Linked DNA regions of Mus musculus: all the other regions are linked to region 1. A link is a contact called in public Hi-C and promoter capture Hi-C data. All regions are on one chromosome and are shown on one strand. The core of a region is the stretch at or near the end of the contact, and the rest is flanking DNA. Distances in the headings are between cores, read along the strand shown. Region 1 holds the start of Mcm9 (minichromosome maintenance 9 homologous recombination repair factor). Region 2 holds the start of Ranbp2 (RAN binding protein 2). Region 3 holds the start of Gcc2 (GRIP and coiled-coil domain containing 2). Region 4 holds the start of Serinc1 (serine incorporator 1). Region 5 holds the start of Hsf2 (heat shock factor 2). Region 6 holds the start of Ascc3 (activating signal cointegrator 1 complex subunit 3).

Region 1 (3,050 bases), core at 321-2,820:
GCGCGCGCGCACACACACACACACACACACACACACACAGAGATTGATTGATTGATTTTCAATTTAAATGAGCTGACAAGTACCAGAGAAGAAACCATGAACTGCCCTGGAGATTCCATACTAGCTCTAAGCACCTTAGCAAAGGTGTGGTTTATATTGGACTTATTTTATTTATGTAACATATATCATCCTCTATAAATACTATGACTAAAGAAGACTAGATATAGTTCAGTTAAAGTTCAGTTTGGCATCCCTGAGGTGGATCACACTGGCTACTGATTCTGCCCTCTCTGAACACCTGCTCAGCTGGGAGGTATAAAGTATAAAGTTGCATCACACTTAAGCCAAGAACACTGACAAGTACAGGAGGCTGGTATGAGATTAAGAGAGTATTTTTCAGAGAATCAGTCAAAGTAAGCCAACACTAAAATACTAAGCGACTTGGTTTTGGTTAGGTAATAGCATAATCAATCAGCCAAGAGTAAAAAAAGAGATTATTTGGGAAAGGGATCATAGTATTTCATGATGTGGATCTTAGCTGGGAAAAAAAAATCACAGCACTACCCTCAAGAGTGACCAAAGGAATATCTTTACGATTTTACAAATACAAAGTGAATGTAGAGCAGAAATCCGAAACAACAATTAACAACATACCCAACTCCAACAGCGCAGAAAGAGGGCGGGCAAAGAATTTTAAGTTCCTAACAGGGGCAGGTTAAATGTTTGCCTAGTTAAACCGGTAAATTACAGTGTTAAACAGACCGATATTTTTTAAACACAGCTTTCTTCTTCTTTTTTTTTTTTTCCAACATCCGTGCAATTAGACAAGTTTATCAACCTATAAACTCAGGCATCCCGTTACAAACTTAAGCCATTTACTGTCTAGGGGAGGGGGGACGATGGTTGTACAACTATCAAATTCTCTCTCCTCTTGCCTCTGGCATCCAAACAAATAAAATGGCTTTGCTTTATTTCATACTATCCACTGCAAGGTGGCGCCAAAAAGAGCAGTTTGGGGATAGAGCCTTGTCCCTCACCTAGGCTCGCGTAGCCCCGCCCCTCGGGAGCTGTGGCCACGCCCCGCGCGTCTCAATCCCGCGTTGCGCGCCATTCGCGGGTGCGCGCTCATTGCGCGCCTCCAGGCCGCCTGGCGAGCGAGAGCCTAGCGGAGGGATGCTTTGGAAAGCATTTGGAAATTCGCTTCTAATCCACAGGTGGTTGGCTGTGGCCTCCCAGCCCTGCGGGGAGTTTAGAAATTAAAGGATGCGGACGAGACCTGACGCTAACCACGGGAGGGAAACGATCCCCCGGGACCTCACGCTGCGGTGGTCACTTACGGGCTCAACACGCACTGTCTTGGTCGCCGGGACCGCGCTGCGGCCGTGGTCGCCCCAGCCCGACCCGCGCGGCGTTGGAGGGGGCGGGGCGTGCGCGCGGCCGCTCGAGGGGGCCGCCTTGCGCGGGGGCGCGCAGGCTTCTTCGCGCTGCTCTCGCTCGGCCTCTGAAGGACTTGAGCTTCCCGCGGACCCCGAGCCGCGCACTGCCTCAACTTTCCGGCCGCTGGGGCTTCTTCCGGGTGCGGACGCAGGCGGGCGCGCGCCAGGACGGACGCTGGAGTCTGCGAGCGGGAGGCGGGAGCAGGGAGAGAGGCGGGACTCGGGGAGCTGGAGGCGGGGTTTGGGCCGGACAAGACGTCTGAGGGGCGGGTCTCGGAGGCATGGGGCGGGGTTTGAGCGGGACACCGGCTTCGAGGGCGGGTTTAGGGTGAAGTGGATAATTCAGGCTGGCAGGAATTCCGCGGATTGGTGATGGGCGAACGCGGGGTGGAGACTAGGGCGGAGAGAAGGGGAACCCTGGTGACGTATTAGGGCGGGATGTGGGCGATCTGGGACTCGACTTTGGTTTGCACCTTCAGATATCTTAGAACACAAGTGATTTTGTTGTTTTTTTTTTGTTTTTGTTTTTTTTTTTTTTTTGGGTTGGCGATGTATTTAAGGAATCTGCCTACTTCCACGTCACAATATTTTCCATTTCGTGTAGTTCTCTGATCCATTTCGAGCTAAATTTTATAAGTGGTGTTACGGTTTTGTGAAGTCACTTCTACTTTAAATCCTCTGACTGCACATCTACCTATCAGCAATTTTTATTAAATCAAATCAGGCAGCTGAGGGCAAAATTGGATATAAAAAATTCATTATCTGGCCGGGCGTGGTGGTGCACGCCTTTAATCCCAGCACTTGGGAGGCAGAGGCAGGCAGATTTCTGAGTTCGAGGCCAGCCTGGTCTACAGAGTGAGTTCCAGGACAGCCAGGGCTACACAGAGAAACCCTGTCTCGAAAAAACAAAAACAAAAAAGAAATTCATTATCTTGACCCCAACTCAGCTTCAGCAAGAGAGTCATGTCAGCACGTGCTGCCACCGTTCATGTTCCCTGATCTCAAAATGTCCCTAGCTCAACTAATAAGTGTTTTTCTGAACTTCAAATTGTTCCTGAAGACTTTCTACATTAGAGCCTAAGGGTGTTACTTCCTAGGGCCAGGCCCTCTTTTTACATCAGTTAAGGATACAATGTCTCAAAGACATTCCTACTGGTCAATCTGATACAGGCAGTTCCTTAATTCAGACTCCCTTCTCAGCTAGGCATGGTGGCAAAGGCCTTTAATTCTGGCAGGTTGATCTCAGTGAGTTTAAGGCCAGCCTGATCTACAAAGTGAGTTCCAGGACAGCCAGATACATTTCAACAAAACAAAACAAACAAGCAAAAAAAAAAAAAATCTCTTTTCTGAGGTAATTCTTGGTTAAGGCAAGTTGACATTTGAAATTAAGCAGTACACCTGTATGATACATTGGTTCAATCTTAATGATTTTATGTCCCTATAAAAACTTCACACATTGGAGCACTATTAGTACATTGGACCACGGAAGGGGAGAAACTGGACCATAGCCACTCATAGTTTGTTCCAGGATAAACTGTTCTCTCCTTTTGAGGTAAGGGTTGCGTTTTTGACTCTACAATGAGTAGAAGTATTAAATTTTTTTTGAGACACAGT
Region 2 (3,050 bases), core at 289-2,788, 4.8 Mb after region 1:
AGATGTAGTAACAGTAAGGCGGAGAAGCTTTTTATAGTCCTATGACACTGCTGACATTTTGGGCTGTTTGCTGGTAGAAGCTGGTAGTCTGCTAAGTTAATAGATTCCAATGATTTTTAATCTATAGTTTACAGAATGTTAGTTCTGACACAGAGGTGAGCAAGATGCTGTTCTGGGACTAACCTAGTCCAAGGTAAGTGTATGCAAGGGCAAGGGGCACAGTAAAGAGACTGAAACGGCCACTCTTTGGGTAGACAAGGTAAAGTTTATTCCAAACAACAAAGGTTGTCTCTCTCAGGAAAAGCTGAGAGAAGGGAGATGGGGGAATATGTATCTGGGGAGGAGGGAAGCAAAGAGCCAGGATGCTGGCAAGGGGGCTTTGAATTGTATAACAAGTACTTGTAAGTATGGACTGGGGAGCCTGGGGGCTAGCGCAGAGCTGTAAATCCATTTCTGCCAGAGGTAAGGGAAATTACTCCTTTGGTAGATAGGAAACAGTTTCACAAGTTACTAAGGAATGCAGGCTTTTCCTAACCACTAGAAATCCTCCACAGTCCAGACTGAGTCTAAGTTAGATCCAATTTTGGAGTCAGTGGCATTTTTGGGGGATGGGTGGGGTACCCTTTGTATCTGACAATAAGGTATTTAACATCTGGAACTGCACCACTCTAACCTCTCCACTGCGGTTTTGATCAGTCTTTGCAGACAAAGGTTCTTTTCAGCAGTTGTCGTTTACGACAGTTTATTCACAATCTTGAGACTATTACTTAAAACTTTGTGTGTGTGTGTGTGTGTGTGTGTACATGAGGACGTGTGTGTGTGGGTTCTACGGGGGTCAGAACCCGGATTTAGATAGATGCCCTGGAACCGGCTGCTGAGAACTGAACTTCGGTCCTTCAGAGGACCAACAAGCACTCTTAACTGCGGAGCCATCTCTCTAGCACGAAGAGATTATTACTTTTAATATTCTAATATAATCTGTTCTGCTCATTGTTAAGTCACAAAACAGGCCCCTGAAGGCAATTGTTGCTGACAGCGTCCTAACGGCCGCCTCGATTCTTACCCAAACAGAAACCTAAAGTCATCATTTCTTAAAACCTCGTGAAGCCTGTTTCTGTTTGCCAGGAAAGCCACCACTTCCTCCTCTGCCCCTAACCGTCAACTACCCCGTGAGGTGCATCTCATCACGTAACGCTAATATTTCCACTCCGATTTATCTAAGCATAAAGACACTGTTCAACCAATATTAACCTTTATTCTGCTGAAACCGGAGGCAATGACGACGTTTGTCTCTTTAGAAGGAAATCAAGTGTTGACCAGATGCAGCACCCGAAAAGGTCGGATTTATTAGGGCACTGCCATTTTAGGTCCGCTTTGTGACGTAGCACCAGTGAAATCTATAAAGCCTTTCCCGGGGAAAGGGAGTTCGTCTCGATCGTTTGCGAAACGGTCACGTGGTCTGGAGCGCGGGCGTGGCGGGGTGACAGCGAGCAGGCGCTCCAGGCCGCAGCGCGGCGCACAGTGATGACGCGCGCCGCACGCCCTGTGCCCATCCGTTCGCGACGGAGCTGCGTCACCGGTGTTCGGCGCTCACCTCCTGGAGCCCGCAGTCGCTGTAGGCCCCAGGGCTGGTCTGCCGCTCCTGGGGAGCCTGGTCCGCGGCGCGATGAGGCGTAGCAAGGCCGACGTGGAGCGGTACATCGCCTCGGTGCAGGGCTCCGCCCCGTCGCCCCGAGAGGTAAGCGGGTCTGGTCCGGTGGCGGTGGCGCCGGTGTCATGGCTCCCGGCGGCCTCGGCTCCCCGCTGGAGTGGAGGCGGTCGCGGGCGGCGTGGCGCTGCTGAGCACCGGAGGCGTGGGGACTGCGGCCGCCAGCGTTTCCTCTTCATGGCTATCCGCGGGCCCACTCGGGCCTGGCTTCTTCGGCCTCCGCTCCGTAGGCCGTCGTGGGGCGCTCTGCGGGGTTCGCCCGCCCGCCCGCCCGGCGTCGTCGGTCTCCCGGATAGCTAGGCCCTGTCACGGCTGCCGTGTCTCGGGGGGAGGCTGACACCGCGCGGCGGTGGGCTTGCACGGTTGTGTGGGTGGCTCCACGGACGAAGCAGGGCGGGAAGGAAGGGCGCGTCAGCATAAACGACACGGAAGGCCCATAATTTAAGTCTTCTAGTGCTGTGCCCCGCTTCCCCAAACCCCTTTTGGAGGCTGCTAGTCGGAATTCCTTCTAGGCGGTAGTTGCAATACCTTAACATTTCTAACGTTATTTCGCAACGTGTTTTGTGTGTGTGTGTGTGTGTGTGTGTGTTTAAGATCATTAACGTTGTGTTTATTTTGGGTTCTTAAAGAGTGTTGGCCGGTGGAGAGAGATGTACAGAGGCTCTACAGTCAGTTATTTTTTGGGCGGGGGAGGGGTGTGTTGAACAATCAAGTTCTACCATTGGTAAACTAACTTGGTACAGTATAGACTCTTCATCAGTAAACGGCATTTTGACCTTGTTAGTGTTATTTAGTGTTACCGAGGATGATTCGTGTTAACATTTAGGGCAGACTTTGAGATACAAAGAGTCAGAGGGCTTCAATTTTTGTTTACAAACGCCCAATTCAGTTGTGTATATATATATATATATATATATATATATATATATATATTTTACATTCTGTCTCTGAGGGTTTTATGGTCATCTATATAAACCAAAGTTCATGAACATACAAGTCAAATGGCATAATTTTTGTTGTTGTTGTTGTTGTTACTTAAAGTCTCTTCTTTAGATGGCTTCTGCAGGTTAAATAATCCAGTCCAGCAAATCTACAACCCCTCCCCCAAAGCGATTTTAAAAGTCTCAAGTTCATTTAGTGCTGGTATGCCCAAAGTGGGAAATTTTACACCCAGTTTCCTCTGATGGATCAAAATCAGAATGCCATGGTACAAGAGTTATATGAAAGTGCTTTTGGGTTTCTGTCTATAAGGTGTACATTTTAGATAAATGTGTTTATATTAGATTTAGGATTTGTTACCAGGATATCTAACATGCTTGAAGATATTTAAAAATCTAAAAAA
Region 3 (3,050 bases), core at 343-2,842, 4.6 Mb after region 1:
AGTTAGGAGACCAGCATGATACAAATCATGATGTTTCAGTCAGAGGGCAATTTAAGATTTAAAAAAAAAATGTATCTACAGGAAAATCCCACCTCTAGACCCAGCTTCTCACTGAATTTAAATAGTGCAAGAAACCTGACGAACAGAAGGAATTTGGTCCACCACTGTAAAACTGAAAAAAATAACTGTTCCTGAAGGATCAGAGAAATAAGAGAGAAGGCACACAGCCGCTTGCTGGGCTGTGTATTGGGACTGAGGACTGACAGGGGGTAATGATTTTCTCCCCTCACGGTATTACCAGGGAATTTGATGTCTTTATATTTTGTAAAGGTCATGCCATATGACTTCCAGAAGCCATGATCAAAACCAACAAAAACACCTGGCTTTTCCCATACGGAACTTGGAAAACGCTCTGGCTCTACTTGGGGGTGAGGGCCCAACTGCTTGAAGGCCTATACCTGCAATTAGTGTATGTCTACACCTGGAAGTAGACAACCTGAAAAACCTGCTGAAAAACACCCTCTCACCTATGAAAATACAACATGTTAATTAATATTCGCCACCAGCGGCCACTTGCTCTGTCCTCTAGTTTATGTTTAGGCCAGGCTTAACTATAGAAAAATATCAGGCATTATTTTAGGGTCTAGGTCAGTCTAAACGTGTTCTATTAGACAATAACAACGAAAATCTATATTGTAGTATCTTCCTTCTCTAGAGTCCTCTGGGGTTTGGATTGGTTTTATCTTCCTTATCTTGCCTTCATCCCCTTGTGAGCAACTACAAGGAAAAAGAAGGCCTGCAGGACTCTTGACAGAACCTGGAATCTCTTTACCCTGTCTTCTCTCATTCGTAACCACAAGGGAGGGCCCTCATCAGACTAGTCACGTGTACCTTCCCACACTGTGACCTCGATGGGTTCTTTGAAGTGAATGCTGGAATTCAGTCTGAGTTATCCTTTTTTATGCAACCAGGGTTACCAGTCTGTGGAATGCTGCCACCCACAGTTACTGGGGGTCTCCATAGCTCAAGTAATCTAATCTAGATAAATTTCACATACATGTCTAGAGGCTCTCTCCTAGATGATTCTAGATCCTTTCAAGTTGACAATATAAACAACACGAGAAGCACCTCAGCCGGCAAATTAATATTTAGCAATACAGAGACAGCATGCCAGCATTTTGAAACTCCTGAGAAAGTAACGGATTCAGTAATTTATTCCTTATTACTACTCACAGAGGAACCTATTTTGAACATGACAGAATTAAAGTCACCTATAAAACTATTTGTTTCACATATGCCTGCTAGTCGGGATAGTTATATTTGTAAAGCACATCTTTAAAAATTAGAAAACGAAGTGATCAAAGGAACGTGTGCTCAAACCTGTCACCTGGCACAGGGTAGTAGTGCAGGGCGACTCAGCGCGTTCCGGCACCGGCCAGGGGACCTGCGCAAAGACGACTTCCTCCCGGACACCAAGGAGGAAGCGGAAGTGCCAGCTCTGCGTAGCCTTGGAGACGCGGGGAGGCGTAGTCGCCTCGTAACGAGACCTTTGACCCGCGCTCGGCAGCCTCGGAGGCGGAGCAGCCGAGACTCCTGAAGAGGCGGTGGAGGCAGCCGCGGGTCGCAGCCGCGATGGAGGTAACGGTGGGCGTCGCGCCGCCCCGCTGGCCCGCTGTGCCGCTCGAGGGGTGGGAGGGCATGGGAGCACCCTGTCCCCGCCCTCGCGCCCAGACCCCCGCCGCGGCGCTTGGCATTGAACCTGGTGCTGGCTCCGGCCGTGGCGACGGCCCAGCTCCGGTCCCTACCGCCTAAAGGGGTCCTCCTCTGCACAGATTTGTTTGGCCGCGCCTTGTACCTGGAATTGGGATGAGCTCTTTTTATGGTTTGTTTTACAGGATTCTGCTCCAGATGCCGTAGCTGCAGCACCCTCCGGGACCCCGAAATCCAAGGTGAGGAGAGCACTCAGCCGCCTGGTTCCCTGTAGCGCATAAGGTTAATGAATCGGAAAACTTTGGCATGGGGAGAATTATTTAAAAAAAAAAAAAAAAAAAAAAAAGAACTAACCTTTCCTCAGGGAGTTTCATTTTAATTTACTTACAGATTTCCTGTTCTTTTTTAAATTTCCTGATGTGCGAGCAGTTTGTTTACTTCCTGCTCCTTGTTAGCACGATGCTGTATTTCAAACATTTAGCTAGTCTGTTTAATGAAAGTTTACACAGTGACACGAAGCCGAGGGGATTAGATAAGAGGCAGGAAGAAGCAAGGAACTATATCCTGTTGGCTCCAGCTCCAGAGTTGAGGGTGGAATAAGGTTGTTCTTACAGCACTGTGCAATGTTTTATGCTAAGTGATTCAGAAAGGTAGGGGCACAATTTATTACCAAAATGTAGTGTTTGAAGACTGATTTCTAGGCATTTGCTGAAGTAACAGATTCTTTCAGGTAAGCTTCCTGAAATACGTATCTTCCCTATTCTCATTCTGCAGATGAGGAAACGTTGTGCACAAAGATTAAGTAATTTTCAGTTAGTAAACCCTAATATTTTAGTTGAAGTCTAAATGTGACCCGATTCACCTGTGAATGTAGTTATGTTGTTAGCTTCCAACAGAATGAGTTCTACAGCTCGAGAAATCTTGAGTTCCAAGCCCTTCTTGTACAGCTAGAGAACTCAGTGTTCTCTGTAAGAGTTTTGTGCTGGGGTTTTGGTTTGATTTTCCATTCACCTAATTACTTTTAGTTATTGAAGTTACGTTTCTCAATTTAAAAAATGTGACTGGCTCAACTGTTTAGAGTGTCTCTCTTTGGTTTTCGGCAGACACTGTGTTTCTTTTGGTGGCCGTACTAAAAGCATGGGTTTTAAAACTCAATAATACGACTCCATCTTTCAGCTAGAAACGTTGCCCAGAGAAGATCTCATCAAGTTTGCCAAGAAGCAAATGATGCTCCTGCAGAAAGCCAAAGCAAGGTGTACAGGTACTGGGTTTAAATCAGAGCTTTTCAGTAGACCACCATGCCTAGCCCTGCAGTTGCCTTTGAATAAGTAAAGGAACAA
Region 4 (3,050 bases), core at 367-2,866, 3.9 Mb after region 1:
TTAAAACACACATATACAAAAATTCCTTAAAACTTAAAAAGACAAAAGAGAACAACAACAACAACAGTGCTCAAAACTAAACTGGAAAATAATAAAATGGAGAATTCATATCCCTCTAACTCTATGGTCTCAATGGAATTGCTGTGTGCCCACACCACAACCAAGCTAATTCTAGTATTACAAATTAAATAACTCAACATCCTAACAAACAAACCAAGGAAACATTTTATAATAACTACTTACAATTGTTATGTGTATGCATATGTGTCTTATGTGTGGGAGTATGTGCCCATGGGAGCCAACTGTCAGTGGAGAGTAGACAGGGGGTGTGAGATTCCCTGGAACTGGAGTTACAAGCAGTGAACTGCCGAATGTGTGGGTGCTGGTAACTAAACTCCATAATCTAGCAAAAGCAGCAAGCTGAGTCATCTCCCCAGCTCCTATTTATTAAGTTTTACTACACTTAATTTTGCCTTCTGTATAAAGGGGTCAACAGACTCAATTAGGCTCTCCGAGGTCAAATTTCCTTATCCAACTGCAAATAGCAAAATATAAGGGAATAGCTCATTGGACTTACAAACAGTATTGAGTAAAAACTAAGCATAATTCTCGTCATATCATACCAAAGCAGTTTTCAAATGATGAGGCATGTAAACTAGCCAGTACATTGGTTACATATACACAAAGGGATGATTTAGTTAAAAAAGATTGTTCCGAGTTAAACTTAGAAATCATTGGCCAAAGAATAAGATTTGAATCCAAATACCTCACCCAAAGCAATGAAGCTTTTTATTATAAACTGCTCTGCCAATGTTTTGTCTATTAGAGAACGGGGTCATCTGTGCCATCTGGTTTACGAAATCTTGCCACTGTTCTAGAGGATTGTACTGCCTCACGAAAATGCAACATACCCTTCCTATAGCATCAACTTTCAGATTGCACGTTCATGTTTTACGTCAAAAAAAAAAAAAATCAGTACCCACAGACCTGAACACCTTTTCTAGAAACATAAATTTGGAAATATAAGAATCAAAGCAAACAAAACCGAAAAAGGTACGTAGTAAGGGAATTTGACTTCTGTATTAAAAACAAGAACAAAAAAAACCCGGTAAGACTACGTCGACACTTGTCGAGATGTCCCAAATAACGGGCCCGACTCCCTGGCGGCTGCGTGTCAGAACAAAAGAGGCCTCCGGGAATGACAGTGCCGCAGTGCGAGGTCGCCGGAATCGGGGTGACAAGGAGAAACTCAGTGCCCGTGGGAGGAAGGAGCTGGAACGGCGACGGCCGAGGCTCCCACGAGAGAGAAAGCCATTGCTCGGGAGACGCCCCGCTCCGCCCGGCCTCACCCTCACTAGGCTCCAGCCCCGAAGCGGAGCCGCAAAGACCGGAGGAGGGCGGATAAACCCAGCTCGCACGGGCCGCGAGCCCCAGGTCGCCTTACCCAGCTCGCCACGGAGCACAGCCCCAGAACGCTCCCCATCGCCGCCGCGTCACCAGCTCGGCGCGTGCCGACAAGATGGAGACAGCTTCTTTCGTCCTTTTTCTGGGCTTATTTACTGTCTGGCAGGCACTTCCGGCGCAGACGCACAAGCCCCTCAGCTTCGCGTGCGTCACTTCCGCTCAGACCTGGACCCGGTGACTGCTGCCGGGCGTGCGCAATGCGCCGAGAGGAAGGGCGTGGTCTTCAGCGATGCTAGATTTGTGGCTTCATGGAGTGGGCCTACTTTGCCAAGTAAAGAAGACTGTGTTAGGGAAGGCCTCTGTCATTGTCTTGAATTTGGACGTTAGAAGAGCTACTGTTACTGTTTTTTGGTTCCTCTTGGGATTTAGCCATCTCATTTCCACTAAAGTCCCCTTTTTAGTTTTGTTTTCTTTGTTGTTGTTCTACTAACATACATATTTTACTCCTGCAGCCACTATGTGGAACAAGTTTCACTGGTGTGTGTATATATGTGTGTGTGTGTGTGTGTGTGTGTGTGTGTGTGTATGTATGTTATATATCATATATATACATATATGTATGTATATATGTATATAATATATATCTGTGTGTACATATATATGTGTCCGTATATATATATGCGCGCGTGTGTGTGTGTGTGTGTGTATGTGTGTGTGTGTGTGTGTGTGTGTGTGTGTGTGTGTATTTCCCCCGCAAGTTTGGGCCTTTCCGTTCTTTTGTTTACTATTGAGACACATTTTAACATGTACTTGAAAAAGGGTTCACTTAGTTAAGACATTTATTATAGTATAGGGGTTTATTAACAGCTATCCGGACATACAATTGACATCCTTGTTTTGATGTGTATGTTTGGGCTGTGTTCATAGAAAAGTGTCGATTCTTATTTTTCTGTAATTTGCCCTTGAAAACATTCCATGAGAAGAGTTTGGTACACAGACATCACTTTGAAATACCCATTACTATAAATATTTTAAAATAAAGATGTCTCATAAAATTGACAAAAAACGCATATAGAGGGGTGGAGTAACCCTTATCAATCTGGCAGAACTACAACTGTTAACTAACACAGACCAAAGAGTGGGGATAAAATTGAAAACAGAAGATAATCAGCCTGTGTGTTTTGAGCATGCAAATCTGTAAAGTCTCTGGTATCCGTTCCCTAGTATTTGGAAGTTCAAGATTCAAAAAACAAAAAACAAAAAACAAAAAGAAAAAAACAGAACACACAGAGCTACAAAATGTTCAGTGAGTCCATTTGTAGTTGGAGATAGATATGGAAGACTGGGAACCATTGTAGTTACAAGAGTCCTGAAAGTAGAGCCCAACATTTCAAGACATAAACTATCACGTAGAGGCTATTTGTACCTCCTCTGATTGATAATGTGACCTCTATACTCTTTCGCCCAAGTGTAAAACTCTGTTTTCAGTATAAGTTGTGAAGACACTAGCTGTTACAGTTAGTATTGTCAACTTGACAGAATCTAGGTTCATCTCTGGCCATGCCTATGCAGGATCATCCTGGTTACTCTAATTGATATGGGCCTTAATTGTGAACAGAGCTGTGATGGGCTATAACCTTGACTTA
Region 5 (3,050 bases), core at 393-2,892, 3.9 Mb after region 1:
ACACCATTGGGTAGTTTCCAGTCTGGAAGTGGCTGTTTAGATTTGTAAGCATGCAGTGACGGACCAGAAGAGGAAACGCTTTCCTAGGGCTTTATCTGCTGTAACTACAGCAGGATTTTCACTGCCATTTTCTCTGTGAGGCTCTGGGACTGAAAATATTCCCAAACTGAGGTAAAGCAACCCATCATCGCATTGGAATGTGCTTGGAAACTTCTAGCTAACCCACTCTGGGAATCTGGCTACAGAGTTGGTTCTGATTAGCTTTGTGTAACTGGTTGAATAGAATTTGTACCAACCTGAATCAGACCCTTTGAAGCTTCCTCTTTGGGTTGCTGTGAGGATTAAATAGGATAAGACATGCAAAGCCCTTGTCACATAAGACCTCATCAAATATTAGTCTTTTTTTTTAAAATCACAGTTACCCCATCATATATCCCCATCATATATCCAAACAGTGCTGTATGACTGTGTTCAGTATATGCTTACTGAAAAAGTTGTCTGTCTGTCTATCTATCTATCTATCTATCTATCTATCTATCTATCTATCTATATTTCTTGCCATTAGCCCAGGATACCTGGAGCTCACTATTTAACCCAGGTTGACCTCCACTGCTCCACAGTTCTACCTCAGCCTCCAGAGTGCTTGACTTACAGATTCCAGACACTATGATCAGCTATTAAGTAACAAACAAAACAAAACAACAACAAAAAAAGTTTTTTAAAAAATCTTTTTTTCAGAGATCCACGTTATTATAGCTACTCTTCACGGGTAGAAAGTCTTATTGTCAATGAAGAAATGGGAAATTTCGCTCAAGAAGCTGTTCCGAATCACATTTTGCCTGAGGAAACCCCTGTGAGGTACATGCAGAACAATCATTTTGACTCAGATACTCTAAAACTAGACTCGTTGCTTTTGAACTGGGCTTATGACAGGCACCTGATGCTTGCTGAGTTGAGAAAAGCATATAAGATGCTCTTAACAGATGCTGGCTCCTAATAGTACACACACACACACACACACACACACACACACACACACACAATAGCAAGTACTTCACAAATAGGGAACTATTATTCATGCTTCAGGTTTTGATAAAACTGTCCTTAAATGAGCTATTTTTCTCCCCATGAAAAATGTATAGAAAAGCTCATTGTCTTTAAGATAGTTTCAACCAGGGGCCTAGCACATCTGCTCACAAGCAGCTCACTGCCCCATGTGATGTATTCCTTCCTTTAGATTGGAGCAAATTACTCTTCGCCGGTCAAACTTATGAGTCAACTGCCCTTGGGCTTCTCTGCACTCTGCCAGCCACAGCCGGTGCACCCAAACCCTTTCCATGCGAATCCACTAAACAAGGTTTCCCTGGACCCAATATCATTCCCTAAGAGAGTACCCTGCCTAAAAGGTAACAGAGAAGGCTGAACCACTCTTGGGCCCACCCCTCCTCGCGGCAGCAGCCAATCGCTTTGCTCTGTAGTGCATCCGAAGCCTTGGATTGGACTCGCTGAGACCGGGCGCGGGAGTAGAGCGCAGGGGTGGAGCGCGAAGCCTTGTCCATCACGTGCGGCCGCGGGGTCTCTCCGCCTTCACCGCGCGCCCCGCGGCGCCGAGGGGGCGGAGCCCGAGATCCGCCGCGCCTGCGTGGTGTGCGTTCCCCGGAGCAGCAGCTGCTGCCACCGCCGCTGCTGCCGCCGCCGCCGCCGCCGCCGCCGCTGCGACCTCCGCGTTCGGTAGTAGAATTTGGAATCCCTGCACCGGGCTAACAATGAAGCAGAGTTCCAACGTGCCGGCTTTCCTCAGCAAGCTGTGGACGCTTGTGGAGGAAACCCACACCAACGAGTTCATCACCTGGAGTCAGGTAGGGTCGGGGACGCGGTGGCCTCGGGTCCCCCTTGTCGAACCGGCTCGGCTCGGCTCGGCTCGTTTCGGCTCGGCTCGGCTGGGCTGGGTTGGGCTGGGCTGGGCTGGGCTCGGCTTCTCCCGCGGCCTGCGGCGGCGCGCGGCCTCCCCACCTCGCGCGGACCCCCGGCTTTGTGTGCGCGGCGAGCCGGGCCCCGCAGGCTCCGTTCTCCTCCGGCCGCGCGCCGTGGGGGAGGGGCGCCCTGGTAACGGTCCCGCCGGCCCGGGGAGCTCGGAACCGGCCCCGGCGGCGCGTTCTGCACACTCATCCTCAGTCGTCTGCTCGCCGCGGGGCGCGGAGGTCGCGGAGCCCCGGGAGAGCGGGCGAGCGGGCTAGTGAGCGAGCACAGGTCTTATCTAAAGAAATCACCTCCGCGGGGATTGCTTGCCCTGGCGTCTGGGATCTTTTATGATGATAATGGGAAAATGTGCAGACTCCGACTGCTCTTGCCTTGAGCTTTTAAATTTTATTTATGTATTTTATTTATGTAGTTTTAACATAGAAATTTCCCAGTTATTGTTTTGAGACTGGGTCGTTTCTTTAAAATAATTCAAGTAAAAGTGCCTGTAGACTATGCTTAGTAACTTAGCGGCTTGGAGTTAAAAACCGAGTCGTTAAATTTCACAGAATAGTTGCCGGCATAGTGGTTTGTGGTTGCCTTGATCAGTTTGATCCAGATCCTCCTTATAAATAAAGATGACCTTAATCAAGCCCGGTATCTTGCCTGGTCTAAGTTATGTGTTAGATTGATGCGTTGCCTAGGTGACCCAAGACCCCCTCCCCCCAGTTCCACACAAAGATTCTTTGCAGAGTGATTCTTTACATCACTTGTGCCTTTCCTTTGCTAGACTCGCAATGCTTGGATTGTTCAAATCTCTTCATGAAGGGGATCGGCTCCTCTTACTGGAGTTGATGACTTATTCAGGGTATTTTCATGTTCACAGTTTTTGAGATGAGTAAGTGGGAAATACCTAGCTATATGTCAAATAAATGTTATCTCCTCCGTTTCATTTGTGCCCTTTTCTGTTGTTAAAACTAGTTTTCACCCTTGCCTGCTTTTAGGAGGTAACAGCAATAGAATATACCTGATATTTGGACAACTATGTCACTGAATTTTTGCTGAGTATTAGTGCCAAGTTTTAAAAATTT
Region 6 (3,050 bases), core at 366-2,865, 3.0 Mb before region 1:
GTAGACTCCTTTCATTTTTCTTTTTTACTTATTTATCTTGTCTCATTTACTGGTAGAGGAGAGAGTGAAAAATAAAACATAAATCTAACCCAACAGTGATGGCTTCATCTAGCTCGATTGAGTGCCAGGATGATATTACTTTCAGTTGTACTCTATACAAGTAATATCTGCATGCTGCAGAGACTCTGAGACCCAAAAGTTCAGCTGGAAATTAATTAGCATCTTATTTATAGTTGCGGTTTTTAACATACATGCTGTTCCAAAATTGCAATCTTGGTACTATAATTCTATGTTTGATCAAACCCCTCTTCCTTCCCTGCCTGCTTCATGGAAATGCTCTCTCTGTTTCTGAAAATTCCACAATTATGTATCTCAGATTAGCAAAATATTTCTATGCCACTCACATCACCTCTGCTTGGATTCTCAGGTGGCCTTCCCACTTGGGAATATCTGCCTCTGCTTTTTTACTATAATGAATTTGCTTTTGCTTAAGTCTCTTCTGTATCTCTCCTAGAATTCTTTCTCTAGTGAGACCAAGAGTCTTTGGGATCACCAGTTGTAGTTTGGTGATAAAATGAGTTAGACTGTAAACGCTTGAAAGGCTACATGCGACTGGACTAACTTTTAGCAAAACCAGCCAGTAATTCTCCTAAAATGCGTCTCCCTCCCCCCAAATCCCTATTATGTAAGCATTCAGCATCTACTTAGAAAATGTAGAGACTGGGAACTTAGAGAAATGTAGAGACTGTGATGGTCATATATTGCTTCTACAGTGCATTTAGTTCCTTGGATTGTATTAGAAGGGACTCTCAGAATGTGAAGGGTTTTTGTTTGTTTTCCTCATAAAGTTCAGGTCATACCAGACAAACCTTTATCACCAGATGGGTCTTTCATATTGCTGACAGTCCAGTAACTTTTCCTCTTAGTGAATCTTACCAAGTTTCATTAATACTTCATGATTCTTTTCATCTGCGTTATCTCATTTTAATTTCTGAAATGCTTCTATCGCTATTGAGGTCTTCTTACCTCAGTCTGGTATACAGAACTTCCAGTGGGTTTGGCAAGTTATGTTTATTATTCAACCAATGCTGCTTCTATAAAACAGGGTTCTGGTGAGTTTTAGGACAACTGTCTCGGGAAGAATGGGCTGAAAGGGTAGGATGACAATGCATACCACATCTGTATCCTCGCTCATCAGTTCAAACTTAACAACAATGCAGTTTTTTTAGGCTAGCTTTTCTAAATTTGCCAGTCGCACCAGGCTATCGTCAGATGTTTTGTTTCGAAGGTCAGAAACAACTTCAGAAGTACAAAGTGGAGAATAATGAAACTCAGGGAAATCGAAACTTGAGCCTAGAGCAGGTGGGCGGAACCATCTAGTAACCACGGGACTGTGACTCACTGGTTTCTGCCTTCAATAGGAATTAATTACTCGGTGCCATTATCAGAACCAAGCGGGGATTAGGGAGTCGGCCGGAGGGAACCAAGAGTCGGACCACTAAAACTGAGCTGAAACTTGCTAGCGTGTACGCCACCCGACGCCAACCCCCGCATGGGCGGGGCCGAGGGCGGCCGGGTGCTGACGTGGCGACGTTGGCGTCGCGGTCGGTGACGTATGGCCGGCGCCCGCCCCGCCCCTCCGTCGCTCGGCGCGGGTGTGTGGGTTTGTGGGTCAGTGCCAGCTGGGCAGCCCTCGCGCGCTAAGGCGTGACAGCGAGCGACCCCCGCCGGCCCGCGTGTGCTGCGGAGGAGGTCGGGGCGCAGCCCTCCGCTCCGCTCCGCCGGAGTGAGAAGAGGAAGCAAACCTCCAGGAGGCCGGAGGCGCGCGTGGCGGCGGGGCTGAGGTGAGCTAGGGAGAGGGAGGGCGCGGGTGGCGGAGCCCGAGTGTGCGGCGGGGCGGGGCTGGTCTCAGAGTCCGGAAGAGCGCGGGTGGACCGAGCTGTCATCCCTCGGCTGGGCGTCCCGGCTCACCTAAGTTTGTAGGTGGGGGTTGGGGTGAAAACTCCAGCGCGATTGCCCACGTGTAAGGACAGAATGGCCACAAGATGAAAAATTTTCTGTTCTAGGCTTAACCTGTTTTTCTCCTCCCTCTCCCCTTATTTATATTACACATTCCTAGCAACGTCGTTCTTCGCCTACATCTGTTGGGTTGGGTTTCCCCCACAACACAGAGGAGCGAGTGCTTTGGGTCCTGGAGTTCAGGGCAGTGGGTGAATTTAACAATCGGAGGACTCTAGAATGTATTTTTTTTTTTTTTTAAATAAAGAAGTGTCTATGCTAAGGGGGTAGATGAAGTGGTTCTTGGTAGGATGCTGTAATTTCCTTTACCTTTAAAAGAAAGAAGTTCAGTCTACTGAGTTTGATATGCATCACAAGTGCAGTCTAATTGCTACCTGTGGTGTGGTTTTTGTTGTTGTTGTTGTTGTTGTTGTTGTTGTTGTTCCTGGATAAAAATTAGAACAGTCAACTATATCTACCCCCTTTTCAGATTCATAAGCTGAAACGTTTGTTTTCTGAGTTTGATTGTTCTCAAATTCCGCTTCTGAGTCTAGGCTGGACGTGCTCTAGCTCATGTTTTGTATTTAGTTTTTCACGTCATGACGATTATAATACTGGTGTTGCGCCGGGCGTGATGGCGCACGCCTTTAATCCCAGCACTTGGGAGGCAGAGGCAGGCGGATTTCTGAGTTCGAGGCCAGCCTGGTCTAGGACAGCCAGGGCTACACTGCCTCAAAAAAAAAAAAAAAAAAAAACCTAAAAAAAAAAAAGGATTACTTTATTCTATGAAACCCACTGCATAAGTAAGCCATCCACAAAGATAATACTGTGTTGCATTAAAATATTCATAGAGATGTCAGTTAAGTGTAGCTTAGTGTTATTTACATGAGTGAATTAATTTTGCAAGACTTAGTTTTCTTGATCCTTGTTGAATAATTTTTTCTAAAAAACTTGGTTCATTCATTAATTCATTCATTTGTTCACTCTTCATTCATTCCCTAGCACTGTGGGAGGTGTAGGACATAGAAAGTCCCTGTTCTCACAGAACTTTG

The links. Promoter capture Hi-C pulls out the DNA fragments that hold promoters and counts their contacts. A called contact is a pair of places that touch in the nucleus more often than the background predicts.
Region 2: a contact with region 1 is called in a promoter capture Hi-C map of pre-B cells. The contact joins the promoter of Ranbp2 here to the promoter of Mcm9 in region 1. A contact is called at or near these places in 3 of 39 promoter capture datasets (frontonasal cranial neural crest, maxillary cranial neural crest and pre-B cells).
Region 3: a promoter capture Hi-C map of pre-B cells shows a contact between it and region 1. The contact joins the promoter of Gcc2 here to the promoter of Mcm9 in region 1. A contact is called at or near these places in 2 of 39 promoter capture datasets (cranial neural crest and pre-B cells) and 1 of 484 Hi-C or Micro-C datasets (CD4 T cells).
Region 4: a promoter capture Hi-C map of second pharyngeal arch cranial neural crest shows a contact between it and region 1. The contact joins the promoter of Serinc1 here to the promoter of Mcm9 in region 1. A contact is called at or near these places in 4 of 39 promoter capture datasets (cranial neural crest, frontonasal cranial neural crest, pre-B cells and 1 more) and 6 of 484 Hi-C or Micro-C datasets (B cells and embryonic stem cells).
Region 5: a promoter capture Hi-C map of pre-B cells shows a contact between it and region 1. The contact joins the promoter of Hsf2 here to the promoter of Mcm9 in region 1. A contact is called at or near these places in 4 of 39 promoter capture datasets (cranial neural crest, frontonasal cranial neural crest, pre-B cells and 1 more) and 4 of 484 Hi-C or Micro-C datasets (CD4 T cells, the G1E-ER4 cell line, embryonic stem cells and 1 more).
Region 6: a Hi-C map of B cells shows a contact between it and region 1, with 5 read pairs. The contact joins the promoter of Ascc3 here to the promoter of Mcm9 in region 1. A contact is called at or near these places in 1 of 39 promoter capture datasets (pre-B cells) and 1 of 484 Hi-C or Micro-C datasets (B cells).

What each region holds. Positions count from the first base shown.
Region 1 is chr10:53,628,387-53,631,436 of GRCm38.p6, forward strand. It overlaps Mcm9 (minichromosome maintenance 9 homologous recombination repair factor), which reads right to left and starts at 1,571. Exons shown (of 13, transcript NM_027830.3): 1 at 1,338-1,571.
Region 2 is chr10:58,445,314-58,448,363 of GRCm38.p6, forward strand. Ranbp2 (RAN binding protein 2) reads left to right here and starts at 1,539. Exons shown (of 29, transcript NM_011240.3): 1 at 1,539-1,738. The coding sequence starts at 1,667.
Region 3 is chr10:58,253,934-58,256,983 of GRCm38.p6, forward strand. It overlaps Gcc2 (GRIP and coiled-coil domain containing 2), which reads left to right and starts at 1,593. Exons shown (of 23, transcript NM_027375.2): 1 at 1,593-1,638; 2 at 1,896-1,949; 3 at 2,887-2,971. The coding sequence starts at 1,633.
Region 4 is chr10:57,530,913-57,533,962 of GRCm38.p6, forward strand. Serinc1 (serine incorporator 1) reads right to left here and starts at 1,617. Exons shown (of 9, transcript NM_019760.3): 1 at 1,445-1,617. The coding sequence starts at 1,483.
Region 5 is chr10:57,484,743-57,487,792 of GRCm38.p6, forward strand. Hsf2 (heat shock factor 2) reads left to right here and starts at 1,643. Exons shown (of 12, transcript NM_008297.3): 1 at 1,643-1,859. The coding sequence starts at 1,767. 4930467K11Rik (RIKEN cDNA 4930467K11 gene) reads right to left here and starts at 1,611. Exons shown (of 4, transcript NR_045353.1): 1 at 1,441-1,611; 2 at 297-332.
Region 6 is chr10:50,591,054-50,594,103 of GRCm38.p6, forward strand. It overlaps Ascc3 (activating signal cointegrator 1 complex subunit 3), which reads left to right and starts at 1,616. Exons shown (of 42, transcript NM_198007.2): 1 at 1,616-1,844.